Linked DNA regions of Mus musculus: region 2 is linked to region 1. Evidence: chromatin contacts called from public Hi-C data. All regions are on one chromosome and are shown on one strand. The core of a region is the stretch at or near the end of the contact, and the rest is flanking DNA. Distances in the headings are between cores, read along the strand shown.

Region 1 (4,822 bases), core at 992-3,491:
AAACTATCTTGACAAAATCAACTGAAGGGAGAAAGGTCTATTTCTACCCACAGCTCTTGGTTATATTCTGTCATAGCAGGGACACCAAGGTGGCGGGAGCTTGAGGCAGCTGCTGACATCACATCCATAGTCAGGAGCAGGGAGGGACGAATGCATGCAAGCTCAGCGCTCAGCTCATCCGATGCCCTTCATATGGTCCAGGAAACGATGCTGCCTACTTTCAGGCTGGGTCTTCCCATATCAATGAAGGCACTCAGGACCATCCCCGCAGATATGCCCATAGACAGTCTAATCTAGACAACCCTTTATTTGACTCTCTTCCCGTGTGATTGCAGGCTGTGTCAAGTTGGTAATCAGAACTAAACATGACTGTATGCCTTTACCACAGGGGATGACATTGTGAGAAAGTTAAGCTCTGACCATAGCATTAGGGAAGGTGATGTCATCAGGGTGGGCCCATGTAAGCAGTGGGAGATGTGGGCTCAGAAAGGGAGAGAGAATACAAAGGGACAACTGCATTCAAGACAGAGGCAGTCACTGGAATGATGTTGCCACAACCCAGAAACACTCCGTCCTGGGGAGAGGAAGAAGAAGAGGAAGACCCCTAGACAGATGCTCTGGAGAGAACACTCAGTTTTGGCCTTTAGCCTATAGTACTATGGAAAAGTAGCCATCAATGCTCTAAGCTTAGGGCAGGCCCAGGACACTACTGCAGGTACGGGACCAGACAAGGAAATTGTTCGGGGCCTTCTCCAGCTAGGGGCAGAGAGGAACAGAGAGATCAGTATCTCTGCGGGGCATGTGGCAGAAGACATTGGGATGTTAAGGAATATAGCAGCTCTATAGCAGCTCTATCAGCCAGCAAAAAAATTGGGGACTTTAGTCCTGTTGTCATGAGAGGCTGAAATCAGTCAGCACTCGGCAGTAGGGCACAGAGGTGAGCTTGCCCCTTGAACCTCGAGAAAGAGCCCACGGATGCCTAAGCCAAGAACAGCACTGAACTGGCCAAGACACTTATTAAACTAGAGCAGCTTCAAGAGCCCACGTTTGTGCTAGGTCCCCAAGTGTGTAGTCATCTGTCTGCAGGGCACAGAGAGCCCACGCTGAGACGAAGACAGGTCCATGACTCAAGGATCTCTTTACCCTGAAGGGCTGATGATTTAAAAGCAAATCAGATAATTTCAAGACATAAATCAAAACGATCACGGATAACTGCCTCTCACGGTTCCCAGGGAAAGGAAACCACACCCGACACCAGAAACAAATACAGAGGTTGGTCACAGACAACAGCATGCGGGTAAATATTTAACAATCTGTTATCTGTGAAAAGGAACAGGTCATTTTCAAAGCCCCGATTCATAGCACTTGCCAGTGACCATGTGTGAATGGCTCCTGGCATGGCCACATGCAAACAACAGGCTCAGAAAATTCCCAAAGATGGGGGGCAGTAAGCACCCGTGAGCCAGCAGGTGCTGGCTGCAGCACAAAGCTAAATGGCGAGAGCTGTCACCAACAGTTGACTTCAGATGAGCCCGGATGGATAGACACGAGGAGGGGCAGCCAAGACACATCCTACCTCCCCCTCCCAAAGTACAGAGGTGCTGCCTCCCTAGACCACCTCAGCCCAGACCGATTCAATCACTTGTTACTTCTTCTGATGTCTGCTTGCTGATCTCAAACTCTCAACCTTTCACCCAGAATACATGCTTCATTTCAGTCTGCAAAGACAAGACATCTTCTCTCCAACTCCACATCCAACTCAGCCCCCATCATCCCTTGGCCTCTGAAGACCTGGTCCTCCCATGTCTCCCTATTTCAGCATCTGGTGCTTCTGTCCAAAGGCAAACGGTAGGAATCTAGGACACAGCTCCAGTGTGGCTTTTTCTTTTCCTTTCCCCATTGCCAGTGAGGCACTGGGGTTCAACAGCGTGCTCCTCAAACACAGAAGAGCATAGATACTGACCGGCAGTTCTCCATCTATCTTATCCCAATCCTCCAGAATGGGTCATCTAGATTATAGTGGTGGCCTCCTGACTCAGCTCCTCATAGCCACTCATCTATCCCTATTCTGTACAATAGAATGACCACACAGAACTGCACACCTACTCTTTCCAGCCATATCCATGATTGAAACCTGCTTGTCAATTCTCTCATTCGAAGCCCCCTATCCTAGACCATAGCCACTCATGCAGTCCTTGCCACATCTCCTGTGTTACCTTGTTTCAGATATTTCCTCCTCCTGCCTGTGCGGTTGGCTTTTCCTTTCCACTTCCTCCTGCCTGAGCTCTTGGCCAACTCCCCTGCTGCTCTTCTCCAGGGCTCTGCCTGGTCAGCCAGGCCTCAGCTTTCAGCCCTGAGCATTAATAGCTAAGAATCTTTCTGATTTCCTAAGACTATTGGGTGCCCAGGACCCCCTGTTCATCTGCTTCACAGCTCTTATCCCAATTATAATCACTCATTTATAGAATAATTTAATGCCTACCCCCTCTCTGAAAAAAATATATTATATATATATATGTACATATATATGTATATATAGTTTATGTATGTGCCTGAGTGCATGCATGTGTATCATATGTGTACAACATCTATGGATATCAGAAGAGGGCATCAGCTCCTCTAAAACCAGAGTTACAGGCAGTTGTGAACTGGCCTGTGGAAGCTGGAAACCAAGTCTAGCAAATGCCCTTAGCCACTGAGTGGGATCCCCTTCTCTTGGATTGAAAGAGGGCATGGCACTGTAAGCCAAGCTGTTGCTTTGTTGTGGTGCTACGATGACTTTTCTCTGCAGAGGTCACATAAGAAATATAGAATTAAGTACAAAACCTGAAGTCAGATGGAAATATACAGAAAGATTTCAGTTGTGGAAACAATATAAATGTTTATTAGACTAGGCCGGGGACAGATAGAACGGCAACAAACACTAAGTCTTGTTGATGGGATACCAAGGAAAAGACAAGAGGGAGGAGAGGGTGTGTGTGTGTGTGTGTGTGTGTGTGTGTGTGTATTCATACGTATGGATGGGACTACATGCCATAGCATTTGTATGGAGGTCAGAGGACAAGCAAGGTGTCAGAACTTGCCATCCCTCTGGTTAAGACAGGGTCCCCTTGTTTTCTGCCTCACACTCCAGGCCAGCTGGCTCAGGCACTTTCAGGGACGCACCTGTTTCTGCCTCCCATCTCCCCATAGAAGTGTGGGGATTACAGAAGCTCACGCTGTGTGCTTGGCTTTTTCATAGGTTCTGGGGATTCAAACTCAGGATCTCACACTTGCATGGTAGCATTTTTATCCACTAAGCCATCTTCACTGTCCCACAACTAGTTCTGTCTTCCTCTGTCTATGAAGTTATGAATTCAGTTTTTTATAAGAAAGGGTTTTGTCTTTATAATCAGAAAAAAAAAGAGTATTATGTGAGGCATCACATCGAGGCTAAGGAACAGACGAATCTGTCCTGCCTTCATTCCACAGTGACCAGCAGGTCGCTCACTGGACACATGTGTCCTCCCAGCACACCTGTGGCGGCAGCAGGTTCCTGCAGGCAGACATCTGGGTCCCAGAAGGTACCTGTCACATTAGGTGCCTGAGACAAGATTTTCTTCCCCGAGTCTAACTGGGCCCCAATGACAAACAACAGGTACAGAAAGCCCAGCCTTGCAAATCTGCTTAATCAAAGCCCAAGGGAGAGCCTTTGCCATTAAGCAGGGTTTTTATTTCCTTCGGGATGAAGATATTTTAGAATAAATTTCTCTCTTATTCCAAAGAATGAATTCTTAAAAGAGAGGACACATTCCCTACACACATTGCCCACAGCTGCCTGGCTTTTTTTTTTTTTTTTTTTTACCAGTAGATGAGAAACAGCAACTCTACCATCTCTGTGATAAATTAAGGCTCCTACTAGCAGACGGAGCAACGGAAGGTTGTTTGTAACATTAATACTCCCGGGGCCTGAAATCACGGCATCGGGGCTGCATATCAACGTCTGGCAGAAACAAATCAGTTGCAAGATAAAATCCAATAAACTACATCTCTGCTCGATGCCCATCAAACATACCCATCTTACTTGCTTGGGAATATATCTTTCAGATTGGTTTATTTAAGGCGAGACAACTGCCAGATCCCAGACAGCGGGGCAGCTGGGCCGCCTGCCAATCCCAAGCAGGTGTGGGGTCTCTTCCTGGTGCTTGGAGAAAGACCTTTAGTTTCAGGAAGTCTTTATTAGAAGGGAAGTCATTGTGGCTATCACTCAAACTCACCTCTTTGGTAAAATGCTGATAAAATACGTGCGTGCGTGCGTGTGCGTGTGTGTGTGTGTGTGTGTGTGTGTGTGTGTGTGTGTGTGAGAGACTCTATTTGATTATCCAGGGATTTATGACTCAGCAGATTTATACCCTGACCCAGCTATAAAGTTTGGCCTAAGGTAGACCCTAACCACAGATTCAGCCAAGTCAGAATCTACTGAAGCCAGAGGTGAAAAACTGTCTGACAGCAGGTGACCTTGAGCCAGGGTTGAAGTAAAGACACAGAAGAGTTGCAGAAGCCATTATTAGCTTCCTGACTAGCCCAGATGACTTGATTCTATCAACCTGTCACCCTGAAAGGCCGACAGCTCAGTCCTAGAGGAAAGAACAAAGCCACAGATAAGATTTCAAGGGTTGAGCAGAGCAGACTGGAAACTCAATTTGGTGGACAAGAAGGGGAGGAGAGCGAAGCTCTGGTTTCTGATTCCCCCATGAGTTCAGATAATTCATGGGCCCAATAACTCACATATGCATATATACAAAAGTTCATACATACTCATGGTATATATCATATCATATCA
Region 2 (4,873 bases), core at 1,416-3,915, 260 kb before region 1:
AGACACACACACACACACACACACACACATGGACACGGACACGGACACACAGACACACAAACACACTTAGACACACATCCCAGAGTCCAATGTGGCTTTTTTATCACTGAGCTGTGTGGCCCTCAGGATTGGCAGACCCTGCAGAACCTCCCCCCTTTCTAATAGGACATTAAAATGGTAGACATCTTTCTGTTTCCTAAGATATCCTTATGTCTGGGCAGAGTAACTCCCTCCAGGATGAATACTATCATGGGCTATCATGGGCTCTGGCTGCTGGGAGACACCTATTACTGGCATTATATGAGTGACATAGAGTTTCTGGGTCACTTGGATAGAAGAGAGATAGGAAGCTCTGGCTGCTGGCTTCTGATGTTCACAGTGGGATAGCCTGTGGGGGCATCATGGCATGGGCTGGTGGTGGGGGTGGATGTGGGAGTGGGTGTGGGGATCAAGGTCTCCTCTTCTTCCTCTCCCAGACAGTTAGTGTGAACACACTCTCTGGGGCAGCCTGACTGCAGAAGACAGCTTCTGGGTCAGTGACAGTAGCCGTAGGTCCCCGAGGGTTGAGGTGAGTGGAGCTCGGGGCCAGATCTGAGACACAGGAGAAAGATAGCTGTTTCAGTAAAGAAACCAATAGGTGGTCTGGAAGTAACTCAAGTGCAGGCCAAATGTCATCGGCTCCAGGGACCTTGGGTTGGAGTGGAAACCATCACTTCCTCTTCGAGAGGGAGGCACATTGTAACCTGGGATCCTCTTGCAAGGGCTGCTGTGGCTGGCACTCAGCCCTGCTGCTTCTTCAGGGTGTGGCGTGCCTTCTTTTGGGGTTGTCTGCTCTTATAAGCTGCTTGGGGTGAAGCTATATGCATATGAGGTACTGGTGTGGGCAGTACTTCAGCAGAGGCCCTGAAGGGTCCAGGTGGGACTTTCTGACAAGGTGAAAGTCCTATCAATGGAGCCGTAGCCACATGGAGGAGAACCTTGAGCAGGAACCACGGTAGCCACTCTGAATGTGTCCTGGGTGAACTTAGAGAGGAGGAAAGACCCGAGATCAGCCATGGGCCTCCCGCTTGTTCTGGGTCCCTTCTTGGGTTACCTGGGACTCTTCTTGGAGACACGTTCAAGTTTAGGTTGGAAAGTCTCTGGTCCTGTGAAACGGCTGCATTTGGTCACATTACTCTGTGGCCAAAACCCAGTAGCTCCCCTGAGTCTATGGGGAAACAGCAAAGGCTGCTAACATTAACATTCCAGGCCTTGTGGGGGTCTCTCCACAGCTGGGGCCTTTCTACTGCTCTCTCTTGCTTTTCCTGGTTGCAGGAAGCTCCATTCAGGGCCGTTCCTTTCTGCAGCCCTTCCAACAGGTGTTCATAGAAGTCCTGACCCTCCCAGTGTGCTGGGGACAGCATCTTTGCTCTGCTCAGGGCCCCAGCACGGGGCTTTTGCGGCTCACTGGCACTTTGTAAGCAAATCAATGCTAAAATGATGACTGGCAAGCAGGGTGCGGTGCTCTCTGCAGAACACAGGCGGCTCATCGCTCGCCTCCAGGCTAGAGAGGAGCATTGACTTTCTGATCAAATATTATTCTGATGCGCAAGGCATCTTTGATGTTTGCAAGTCAGAAAAGTTTAATTACATGTGTCATTAGGATGGCATTCTCTAATAGCTCTGTGACTGAATTCATTAACAGAATCCTTAACAGATAAGACAAGACAAATTAATATTTTGTTGCCCATGAAAGCGTCTCATTAAGAGAATAGTGGAAAAGTGATTAATATTTTCTTGCCAATCAAGATGTCTCATACAAATGACAAAGGAAGGAGCCCCACACCCTTTTGTGTCTTCTAATCTCCCTGCCTCGGGTTTGGAAGGCTGATCCGCTCCCTTGGTTGGAAGCCATGTTGGGTACCAGGCATTAATCATAACTCGGTTGATTGTATTTCAGCACTCACAGGGCGGGGGCAGTGAATGCTGAGATAGATGGCTGAGAGGCTCAGAAAACCCTGAGAACCTTAGAGTCTTTGGTCCTCGCTGGCTGTTCTCCCCTGGCCAACTCTTGTTTCATAAATGCCCCAGGCTTTCTAAGGATCTGGCTGTTGCTCCCTTTGGCCTGACTTTGGTTCCTCCCCTCCTTCTTCTCCTGGGAGGGAGGGGGAGGCTGCTGCCAACCCTTCTGGGTATCAGGTACTGATCTGGGTGTTTTCCACACATGGTCAACTTAATATTAATAATGTTATTATTAATAATAATGAATAATGAAAATGAAGGTGATAATGATGTTCATAGAGTAGTCTCTGCTGAGAACATTCCATGCATCTCGTCTCTGTAAATCTATAAGGGAAGTACCATCTCTCATTTAGCTCCATATCACAGATGAGGAACATTGAGACTTAACAAAGGTCAGGGGCCCTTTACAAGGTCACTCAATTAAGTGATAAGCTGAGACTCAAACCTAGGTCCCTTCGAACCCACGGCCTACGTTCTTCATTAGCGGGTGATGCTCCCCTCTCCCTGATGTAGAGGAGGCAACCACCGTGGGCATTGTGTGAGTGCGCTTGCATGTAGTGAGGACCCCCGTGGAGCAGGTGCCGCCTGTTTGCAGGCTACCTACTCAACCATGAGCAAGTGTTTCTGGGGAGGTAACGAGGGACCATTAATCTCTGGTTGCACCCACAATTATCCAAATTGCTAACCTGATTTGAAAAGGAGAAATGCAATCGAGTTGGTGCTGGAGGCATGTTTGAGTAATTTAATTAACTGACGGCAAGTGCACTAAGGAGCGTTTGCCTCTGCTTTTATTTCTGATGTGTTTAAATAGAGCACCAAGCAATGCTCGGGAGGTTACTCAGTCACCAGTGGCCCCGGCCTAGCGAGGAGGAGACAGTCACAGTGGCCAAAGTCATTTGTGAATGGATGCTAATTATGAGAGGTGCTGTATACACAAGCTCACATACCCAACACACACACACACACACACACGAGACACTGAATTTTCTTGCTATGATCTCAGGCAAAGCCTCGCCATCTTGGATCCAGAGAATGAAGGGATCAAGGATTCTACTCATTGAGTGTCTACCAGGCACCCACCAGGGCAGTGCTTCACCGACACTCAGAGATGGAGGAGAGAGGATACTGGCTGTCCTCATCACATAGGGGAAACCTCAGGGAAATAACCCTGCCTGTGTGACAAGATGGTTGAGGACATTCCTTAGCCGGATCTGCCAGCTTAGAAACTCCAGAGTGGTCACCCTTTTCTAGCTGTTTCTCCTATGAGCTGCAGGTTCTACCCAGAGGGGCCCAGAGTCTTGACTCTCCACTCTAATGGCACCTATTCTTTGGGCTGCACCTCTTACACCATGATAGACTCAGCACTGAAGGATCTTCAGATCATGGGTTTAGCTGACATCTTGAGGCTGGCTGCACCATTGACCACAGTCTCTGCTTGTGTTTGCATGTCCCCAGGGATAGGAGGCTTACTCTGCCATGAGACAGGCTCAATGGCAGCAATGGCAAACCATCTCATGAGCTCAGATCAGTCTCCTTTGTGGTCACATGGTTCAGGTCAGGTCCCTCTCTTCCCCACCCCCATTCTACTTCCTTATAGATCTGACCATTCATCCCGTGAGTCTTCCTTTTCTGACACAAGCATCCTATTGTGGACCCACTGTTCTGTCTTGAGTCAAGAAGACCAGGGCAGTCTCCTCTGCTTGAAAACTGTACTCCTCTTATTTTAGCCCAAGACCCACAGCTACCCCAGCATCTCCCCAACATGGGTAGCATTGCTGATGTCTGGGCCGCCACATCAACCCTCTGCCAAAGCTAGACCATTTGATATATTAGATCTTCTTGAAGTTCACCTTCTTGAAGTTCAGTGGAAGGGAGGGGCTTCCCAGGTTGCTTTCTTAGAGATACATTTACCAGGGATCAGCAGGCCCAGGGATTCCTCAAAATCACAAAGCACTGGCTCTTCAGGGTGCAGAAGTATTCCTATTGGTCACACCAGTATCAGGCTATGTAAACTCACCCACCTGCTCTCTTCTGATGAGGAATGTGTATGTGAGTATGTATGGTGTGTTCTGTGTTGTGTTGTGTTGTGTTGTGTTGTGTGTGTGGTGTATGTGTGCATGCTGTATGGGTTTTGTGTGTGTCATGTAGTGATGTGTGTATGTCTCTGTGTGCCTGTGTGTGGTATGTGTATATGTGTGCATATGTGTGCATGTGTGTGTATGTTGGGTGTATGGGTTTATATGTACAGAAGCTCTCGAAGTTGGCATCAGTTTGTAAATGCCTTTGGACACTGTGATTGGTTCCATGCTAAGCCAGGGCTACTCGTGACTGAATAACCTACATGTCTGTCTGGGGAAGAGAGGTAGCTTGAAGGACTTTGAATCTGCATGTACTTACCCCACGAAGAAGATCCTCAAAGCAAGCCTCCTCTGGCCTCACTTGTCACCTCCCACCTCATCTGTCACATACCTTCCCTTCAGCCAGTCACCCTGCTCACTTTTGCCTTCTATAGGGACCACCCTTCTGCCCATCTAGTAGAGAGAGGGAGTCCCCTCCTTGCAACTACATCTCTCTCTGGCTCTGAAGCCTTCTGCCTGGCTGTGCTCTCTGGCAGCTTATGACCCATCCCTGTGAGGGATGAGAGTATGCTCATACAGAATATTCCTCTCCAGATACCAGGCTTAGGGCCTTTGGTAAAACAGGGCCCGGGCCAGGTGCCACCTGCCCTGGCCATGTGCCTCCCAGTCAATATCCCCTGTGACTAGACATGACTATCATCAGGATGGTAACTGTCATTCATCACATCCTTTTCATTCAGGGACTCGGATCCTCTAAAGCTGTCAGGCTGAGTATGGACCTAATAAAAGAAAGC

Evidence for each region. Hi-C and Micro-C count contacts between places; a contact is called where the count stands out from the background.
Region 2: a Hi-C map of the N1E-115 cell line shows a contact between it and region 1, with 2.2 times the contacts expected there. The contact joins two enhancer-like sites. A contact is called at or near these places in 3 of 484 Hi-C or Micro-C datasets (the N1E-115 cell line, embryonic stem cells and nephron progenitors).

What each region holds. Positions count from the first base shown.
Region 1 is chr11:52,877,615-52,882,436 of GRCm38.p6, reverse strand. The region is part of intron 3 of Fstl4 (follistatin-like 4); the gene reads right to left. Among named protein-coding and RNA genes, the nearest start is that of Fstl4, 120 kb to the right of the region's middle. RefSeq lists an enhancer at 3,934-4,822. Within about 2 kb of position 2,241, at least 6 of the 459 cell types and tissues checked have an H3K27ac peak or open chromatin away from gene starts, as enhancers often do. A contact at or near this core is called in the N1E-115 cell line, where this site is marked.
Region 2 is chr11:53,134,268-53,139,140 of GRCm38.p6, reverse strand. All of the region lies in intron 7 of Fstl4 (follistatin-like 4), which reads right to left. Among named protein-coding and RNA genes, the nearest start is that of Gm11186, 17 kb to the right of the region's middle. Within about 2 kb of position 2,665, at least 2 of the 459 cell types and tissues checked have an H3K27ac peak or open chromatin away from gene starts, as enhancers often do. A contact at or near this core is called in the N1E-115 cell line, where this site is marked.